Linked DNA regions of Rattus norvegicus: region 2 is linked to region 1. Evidence: chromatin contacts called from public Hi-C data. All regions are on one chromosome and are shown on one strand. The core of a region is the stretch at or near the end of the contact, and the rest is flanking DNA. Distances in the headings are between cores, read along the strand shown.

Region 1 (4,466 bases), core at 1,264-3,763:
TGTTTGGAGCTGGTAACACTATAGGCGCCTTCGGCTTTGGGAATTGTCTCGGGGCGGGGACGCAAGCACGAATGACCCAGGATTGTGACTGGGAAAAGCGAGTGAGTGGAAGAGGTTTCCTGAGGGGGCAGGGGAGAGAGTTTCCTAGCCTAGCTTAGCTCTTCCCAGTTCCCAAATAAATTCTTAGATAACTAGTGTAAACACATTAGTATTATTAGATGGGTGAAACAGGGGGTTGGATGTGGGGGCATGTCAACTGAACCCCGCCCCGTGATACTTTCTTAGATAACAAATAAGTACGCTTACAATACGAAAATGGAAATGTTACATTCGACTGGACGAATTAATTTTTGACGGATTTACGGCATGATTTTCTTTCAGGAGGTATTCCTTGCTTTTTCCCCCTATCCACAGTGCTGTCCAAAGACAGAAATATAAACAAGCTCTCTGCCTTGCGGAAGCCCCTTAACAGTATCTCCCAAAGAAAGATCAAGACACTTTGTGAATTTTCCCCAGATAATGCCTCATATTCCGAATGACTGATCAGAGAACTCCGGTATTGTTCAATAAAACGAGAGGAAGGCGAGTGACGTGGGAGCCGAACAATGGCATTTCTGAATCAGTTTGCTTGATTGACATCTGGGAGCTTCATGACCGCAGGGAACAGGACTCATTTGCTGTGAATACACCAAAACTTCAACCGAGATTAGAACTCTAGATCCTGTTTTAATCCCATTTCAGCCTAAATTATAGTGGGAAAATATAAGATCCAAGAGAAGGGAATGACGCCAGCATACACTGGCCTAAAGTTTTAATTGTAGTAAAGGGGAAATTAAAATGTGAGGCTGAAGTCCTTTCCAACAGTTTCAGGACTAGTGCTGATAATTAAGCGGGGCGTAGAAGGGCAGGGTCTAAGAATATTTATGTGGTATAAAAAACTTCATGCTTACTTGGGGTGACACGTGTTTGGTGGAAGGTATCGGAGGAGGGTTTTCTTAACTTTGTACACACGAGAAAAACACCATAGCCCATTGGATTGGTTAAAAGGCAGGGCCATTAGCAAATTCATGGTGAGAAATCAGTAGACACTTTACAGCTAGAGTCTAAATAGCCATTGTTATTTGGAAGACCTTATTACTTTGGAGAGGATTTTTATATTAATGCCAAAAGTTGTGCTAACACTAAATTTAGCCCAGGAAACTGCAGTAGCTGTTTCTCCATTCATGTTGGAAAGGGGGAGTGTGTTGGGAAGTCCGTCTTAATAACAGAAAAGTGTGAGCTAACGCAGGTTGTGGGTTTGATCAGAGTCTGGTGTGTGGCAATCACTCTGTATAAAGTTTTTGATTCTTTAATGGGATTCATCTTTAAATCTCAGAAACTTAAAATGCTGAACGTCTTAGGGATCATGTGCTAGGCTGAGCCGACTGAGTGCGGACGGGGAGACAAAGCAGTAATAAGAAGTAGGCATATTCTTGTACTTTCGTAAATTACAGCACAGGGAAATGTAATCAGACATGAAAATAGGGCAAATTTATTACAAATAACGGGCCAGGAAGGGTTGCTCCATGATATAGCTCCTCGATCATTTTGAGGGGTGGGCTTTAATAAGAATCCTCCGTTGCATGGGAACTGGGAATCCTAAGAATTTTTGCATCAAGAAGGGACTAAAATTAATTATTAGAAGCTCAGTAATCACCAAATAAACTCGGAGCTTTGAGGTTAAAAAACAGACGACTATCTTCATGTTCAATTATACAGTATCAATTACTAATACAACCGATGTTTCAGCGTCTTGGCGCTACCAGATACCGTCTTCTATGGAGATACCTTGGTATTAATTAATGACTTCTTTATTCTCATTATTCACAAGGAAAAATAGGGGTCGTGTCACATTAAAATTAAGATTATCTTAGTTTATCTGGGCTCTTAAACAAAGATCATTCAAACTAATTATATTTCGAATTAACAGAGGTAAGGCAATTTATCGCTTAACTTTTTTTTTTGTTCAAAGACAGGAAAATAAAGATCAGAAATAAGCAGAGTTTCATTTTAAAGGCAGAAAGAAGCAAACATGTCCTGACTTTTGCAGTATTTCCCTTGCTAAAGGGGGAATGAAGGAACTGTAAAAGACGTGACTTTGCAAAGTCAAGTCCTTTTTAAAAGACTTGGATCGAAATTCTTGCTATGCAACAAGGATTCAAGTTTGATTAATTTTCTGCAAGCGACGTGACAGCGGTGTTTTAAAAGATTAATTAAAATTGAAGTGATACGGAGTAGGAATCCAACCTGCAGAGGCGTCCCTGGCGCCTTGGGGGAGCGGGGGGGAGGCTTTGCAAACCAGTCCCAAGCCCGAACTACCGGCTTTCCCGAGCCTGGGACGCAATTCCCCGTCTCCTGGAGAGGAACGCGGAATTTGGCAGGGCGCCCGTCTGGCCGCCTGGCATACCGAGCTGGCCGCCAGCTCTCGGGGGTGGGGATGGGGTGTGTCCCCCGGAACCCGCTGCGGAGAGAAGTGCTAGCGCGCCTTTAGACCAGCCAGTGAGGACCTGGGTCAAGCCAAGAGGCGGGAGGGGGCTCCCGTAAGCCTGGAGCTGACAGCCACAGGCCGAGCTGCTACTCCAGCGGCTGCACCTACTTGGTGACACCCTGCTGGTGCGGAACCCTCCCCCAACCCGGCCGAGCGCAAATGAGCTGGAGTGCAAAGAGTGAGGATGGCAGTCTGCGGAGATTCGTGCACAGGGCCGAGGCTGGGGAGAGCTCTGCCACGCTACGGCTGCTGGGCCCAGGTTCTGGGCCTGGATGAGTGGTGCTGCCTGGTCACCTCGGACTCGGGACCTGTAGTAGCCCTTCACTGTGCAGTTGCCCTCCCCTCCCCCGCAGTTTCCCGCTCTAGCTCCCCTCCCCCACCCTACATCCTGCTCCCCTCGCTTTACTCCGCGACGCCTTCAGCCGAGTAAGAAATTAAGCCGAACACAATTGTAACTGTACTCAGGGAGACACAATCGCCCAAGCCCTTGGGGTCACGCGCGGCAGAGGGGCGACGCGGGTGGCGCCGCCGAGGGTGGGGTGGAGAGAGCGTTCGTTTGCAATCAGACTCCTGGGCGCGACATACAATGTCCCATTCTCCCCTCTGGGGCTCTGGGGTCCTCAGGAAGAGGGGTTGCGACGGGACTTGCTGCCGCGACCGTGCGCCCGAGGTCCGAGTATGCCCTCGGTGACCTGCGGCGGGCGCTGTGGGTTCAGGCCCAAACGAGTCCCAGGGGCTTCTCCGCGCCTGGAAGTAGACGTGGTCTCTCTAGCCCCTGGCGTCAGTCTTTACCCTTCCTCTTCCTGGAGACCCGGGAGGCGGCGACGTGGAAAGAGAGGCGGGAAAGCCCACACGGAGCTGCCCAAGTCAAGGGGCGGTGGGGCTAAGGGGACTCTAAGGGCGAGAACTGCGGGTCGGAAGCCCGGCGACAATCCCTTCCCCTCCACGTGCAGCGAGGGCACCTCCTCCCCGGGGAACCCACCCAGCCGCTCCCAACCTGGAGAACAAAGGGTCTGGGAAGCACGGTCGGGGTCGGAGAGCGGAGGTGGAGGGACGCAGGAAGGCGGTGGGGGCAGGGGAGGGCTTCTGCTTGCACTTCCTCTCTGGGCCGAAAGACGGAAGGCTGCACGCAGCTAGCGCCTTGTGGAGGCTGTTTCTCTATCCAGAAGGGCTCGGGATCCTTACCTAGCGGCCGCACTCGCGCCCTTCCTCCCCCTAGGGTCCCCACCCCCTCCGGGGACGAAGGCCTGGAGGCCGAGGAGCTCGCTGTGCCCCGGCGCGGGAGGAACCGCGAGGCAGCAGCGCCCCCTGCAGGTGCCAGGCGTCTCCGCAGTTGGGCGCTCCGGGACTCTTTAAGGTGGAACCCGCCTGATGCTCCATGACGCTCGTGGCTGTGGGTGGACGTGGGTCCTCCCTCACCCTCACGCTCAAGGGTCCCCCAAGCGAAACGTGCCTGACGGTCCAGAACCCCGGAATTTGTCCCTCGCTGACGCTATTTTCTGGACCCTTGGCCCCACCATCTGTAGGACCTCTTCTGTGGATGCCCCACTGTGGATCGACATTGATAATTCTCTGCAGTGTTAGAGGATGCCTAAATCCCGCTTCAGGGCGGAAAGACCAGAAGGCATTTCTAGAACTGGGAAGCAAACTTTTACTTTTGTTTATTAAACGTAATAAACAAAAGGGATAAGATTGGCCAATCTCGGAATCTTCTCACTCCCAGCAAACTCGTGAACAGGTGCACGTACTAGAGGACGGAACCACGCGTCCAGCCTGTGTGGGGTACACGTCCCCTTCAGCGACCTCTGCTCGGAGTTAGCCTATACTTTTTTTTTCCCTTTCTTGAACCGACTGATAATCATGAGAGAACTCTTGGAAGTGTCCTCCACGAACTTCAGATTCTTGGAGGAAAACCTATGAATGAACAAGCAGGGTTCCG
Region 2 (4,466 bases), core at 1,328-3,827, 630 kb before region 1:
AGGGAGAGGAGAGAGAAAGAAAGAGGAAGGGAGAATGAGGGAGAGAAGGAAATAAAATCAATCTTAAGGGCATCTATTTTTACATGCTACATGTTGCTGTTCTCTGCATTATGTTTGTGGTGAATTGTATAAAGTTGACTGTGATCCAAGTTTAGGTGGAAAAAAAAAACCATTCTTGCAGAAGAGTAGAAGTAGACTAGATAATAATTATTTTCATTCACACAACAACCACTGGGAAAAAACAAGGAGAAAAGGACTTTATAAAAAAGAAAGCTTGAAAAAGTAATTATTTGCTAACAGTTGGCTTCTTAAATGGCTATTTTTCTTTAAGTTTTATTTCGTCACATTTTATTTCATATATTTTTATTCTGAATGAGTTGAAGGACAGGAAATAGGAAAAAAAAAACTAGTGAAGAGGTCCAGGTGGTAAAGAAGGCTGATGACACATTAATGATTAAAACAGGGGAAAGGCACAGGGATAGTGGAAGACTGTCGGAGAGCAGGGACACTTTTGTCTGTTCACTGCTGTACCTGGCACCTGTACCAGTGCCTGACACTGTTGGATGTTCACTGGTTAAATAGTTCACTAGTTAAACACCCTTGAAAGCATGACCTCAAAAGATGTCTCCAGGGTTCCGTACTAGGATGCCATAATTGCCAGAATGACTGTAACATTAATCCATGGAATCTTAAACTTATTTCTTATGAAGAGCTTCCCCACCTCTACTGTGACCAGACTTACAAGTCTGTCCAGCCAAGGCGCAGACTTTTCCTAACCAAAACTTCCAGAGAAATACAAATTGATCCAGGAAAACTCCTTGGGGGGATAGCTGGCTATTCTGAGATTCTGCGGTCCCATTTCAGTACTCCAGGTCATTTTCCTCTAAGCTAAAGGAGGTTCATCCAGTTTTCATCCGAAGCACCGTCCAGGTGTGTCTTTAATAGTGTATAATTCCATCTGGGCACTCTTCAAAGTCCCGCAGCAGCGGGCCATGAATGCTATGACATTTACACATACTGGGAGGGGGGCGGGGCGGGGATCTGTGACTGGAGATCTGTAATTGAAGAACAATGTGGACTTTCATTTTCCTTATACACGTTAGGTGAATTCACATCACAGTACCAGTCCCTAGAAAGGAAGGCAGCACAGAGGAGAGAACTCTTTTTTTTCCTCTGAAAAATGAAATGGCAATCTGGCTTCCTCTTAGCTATTCCTTATGAGTTCTTGAGTCTAAATAAATAAATAAATAAATAAATAAATAAATAAATAAATAAATGCGAGTTGAGAACAGTTTTCCTTGTGTCCTGTGATGTGTTTATCCTCAACTCAGGACCTTGAAGTGATGCCTTTTATTTGCTGATTCAGCAAATATCTGCAACGCTCCCAGTATATTGTCAGTATATTGTTTCAGAGGAAACAGTGAACTCCTGGTTTGTTGTTTTTCGTTGTTGTTTGTTTTGTTTTGTTTTTCATACACTTACAGGAAGGAGAGAAAGCAATAAGCAAATATGTAAACTATAGAATGTTAGCAAAAGGTTTAAAATGTCACGGCTGTGGGAGGAAATTGGCAAGACAAGAAGCTCTAAGGCCGAACTCGAGTTCACATCTTGCCTTGCTAGTATTATTTATTTGCTATTACTTGTTTGTTTTCTCATTCCTGACCCGTTGTATGCGCAAACAGATGCCTTCCCTGATGACTTCTTAGACCCAACTTCTTCCCACGTTCCCTTTGGATAGTCTTAAATCATAGGTAGGACCCCAAACCTAATTCTAACGCAGGTCAGTCTCCCACCCTTACCCCCAGGCCCCAAGGCTCTCTCTGGTCACATTGCTTCTGCCAAGGGCTGTGCACCCCATCTGAGGAGGCCTCATAAATAAACTTGTTTATTTTCCTTTCTTTCCTTTTCTCCCCTTCCTTCCTTTTTATTTCTTTCCTTTTTTTTTTTCCTGACACAAGATGATGGTACAGGGAGCCAGAGCTTCCGATCATTTTGAGCACAAGAAAACAACAAAACCCAACGATCAAAACCCTAAAGCGGACAACGGCCGAGGGCTCGAATCTAAAGGAGAAGGTGACGCACAATCCAAACCCACGCCCCAGCTTTTTCCGTCTTGCAGCCCCGGGAAGGCCGCTGGGCCGCGGCTCGGCCGACAGACAAAGCGGCCCGCTGAGTCCGTGAACAGGCACAAAACGAAAGTCGGCCTCGGGGCCGGGAGGGAAGGCAGCGGAGGCGCCGCGGGCTCTGTCCCCACGCGCACCGACCCCCTTCTCCCGACGCCCTGCAAGCGGACGCCGCGCAGAACAAGGCCAGCTCCGTGCAGCGCGCGGCGGTGGCGCGGCCACCCTGCTCCCAGAGCCCAGTGGCAGCGGCGGGAAGGGCGCCCGCGGAGAGGCTCACAAGCCCGGGGCCCAGCGCCCCGCCGGGGACTAGCGCGGTCCGCGCGCGGAGGAGCACGGCGCCGGCGCGGAGGGAAACGCCGGTGTAGTGCGGCCAGCCCTGCACTTATAAGCCCGCGGCTCCGGGAGCTGCAGCCGTAGACCGAGCGCGGGGTGCTTATTGGTCAGCCTCCTGCCTTCTGTGAGCCTCGGGATCAGACATTTGCACTCCAGTGCCCCGGCGGCCGCCCAGCTGGAGCCCTTGGTGTCCGAGGCGGTCGCAGGGTGTCCCCGTGTGATGACTCCAGCATCGGGGAAGCCCTGGGCCTGGATTGCGTCCGAGGGTGACTGCGCCCACTTCCAGTGTCTGTTCCTCGTCACGACGTCCTTGGTCCCCTCTGTCCACTTAGGCTTGACAAGCAGGAGTTGCTTGGTGCTCCCTTCCCAAGCTGGAATGCTGTTCCGGTCAGGATGGTGAGGCGGAATGAGGCCCATGCAGGTAAAGTTGTCTAAAAGCACACCACACCCTCGAGAAGTGGCCCAGCATTAACTCGGTGTTAATACAGGTGACAACTCACACGGATCTAAAAGCATACCATGAGGAAAATCGCAGAAAAGACCGAGGCCAACTCGGGTCCATGACTATGAGGTTTACAAACTGTAAAGAGGGAAAGCATTTGCCTGGCCAGAAAATGAAAGTACACCGGAGGCTAAAAATAACTTTATATCTCAAAAGTACTGGTGGTTTCATCACAGCTGCCACAATCCACAGAACTGCAGACTGAAGGTACATGGAGTTCATTCTGTTCGAGCTATAAGCAAAATAACGTCCCCAAAAGTTGGCAGAGGTAGGGTGTGCACTTTGGGGGGAAGTTTTTTCTAGGGTAGGCGCCGGTAGGAGCATTATTTACTGCTTAGGAAATCTGAGCTTTAAGAGCACACAGTCTCAGAACTGAGTCCCCTAAAAGTTAGTGTACTAACAATAGAAAGAGTTTGTGCCTGGAGGACAATATGGCAATTTTGTTGTCTAAAGAACAACCCAGATTCTCTTAGCCCCACCAACCCTACCACCACCTCTGGTTTAGTATCCAGGGCTGGCCTTTCTGCAGATGGTCCCTCTCCTGGTCCCTCCCTGCCAAGTAACCCCCAACCATTGAGGGTGAGGGTTCCACATTGCTTCCTTATAGGGGGCTCTGACAGTGCCTCTATCTGCCCATGGCCCCAGCGCAAAGTTAGAACAGCAGGAGACAAACCTTCACAGAGGCGGGAAAACAATCACTGTGCAGTCTATCAGTTTCTACCACGGACACTCCCAAGGCCTGATGGGATTGCCTGGAAGCTGCGACTGAGTAGTCCGCTGTACTTTCTCTAACGCGCCACTTTGTATCTGTTTTCCTTTCTGTTTATCCTTGCTTTTCATGCCCTGGGATCCCATCTTTTCATCGAATCTCAGCACTTAAAACTGCCCTCGAGGTTAGCTTTTCTTTGGCAGTGTTTGGGTGTTACGTATACTTTCCTAAAGATTTCACAATCATAACAAAATTTTTTTTCTCGCTGTTTTGGCACCGGATGACTGTCTCTTTAAAGTGCTAGTTTAGGAAGCAGTCGGTTGAGATCCTTGCCAAATATTTGGGTTGGGAGGGAGATAAAAGTTTGGGCTTCTAGTTATTTGGTTTCCCTTGGTGTTTCCTCGTGCGAGTTAATTCCTACATCGTAGACTCTTACATGCTCTCAACATTTGGAAGTTTGAAAAGTTGAGATGCATGTTTGCGTAAAACAGGAAACACTTTCAATTGCAATTACAAAGCTGTTAATCTGCAGCTCTAATTACAAGTTTTTAGCTCATTTTCACAAAGCTGTGTTTAAATCACCAGGAGGAGATAAGTTATGAGCCTTTCACAGCAATCTATAGCTCACAATGCTTTGCAAAATTTGGGGGGGGGCATTATTTTAAATATAAGAACATTAGGCTCATGGTTTTTAATAATAATTGCCACCGGTTTATTGAAGATTTGTCAGACACGTTTTGACTCCCTCCTGGCTTGCTAATCATCTGTAACTTGATCAACAGTAATTCGAGACGGGACT

What was found. A called contact is a pair of places that touch in the nucleus more often than the background predicts.
Region 2: a Hi-C map of kidney shows a contact between it and region 1, with 5 times the contacts expected there. The contact joins two enhancer-like sites. A contact is called at or near these places in 4 of 12 Hi-C or Micro-C datasets (the A7r5 cell line, Schwann cells, kidney and 1 more).

What each region holds. Positions count from the first base shown.
Region 1 is chr17:85,693,293-85,697,758 of GRCr8, reverse strand. LOC108353137 (a long non-coding RNA gene) reads right to left here. Exons shown (of 3, transcript XR_010059276.1): 1 at 1-4,466. Among named protein-coding and RNA genes, the nearest start is that of Skida1, 20 kb to the left of the region's middle. Within about 2 kb of position 2,513, at least 68 of the 93 cell types and tissues checked have an H3K27ac peak or open chromatin away from gene starts, as enhancers often do. A contact at or near this core is called in the A7r5 cell line and kidney, where this site is marked.
Region 2 is chr17:86,324,297-86,328,762 of GRCr8, reverse strand. No RefSeq gene overlaps it. Among named protein-coding and RNA genes, the nearest start is that of Spag6, 64 kb to the right of the region's middle. Within about 2 kb of position 2,577, at least 86 of the 93 cell types and tissues checked have an H3K27ac peak or open chromatin away from gene starts, as enhancers often do. A contact at or near this core is called in the A7r5 cell line and kidney, where this site is marked.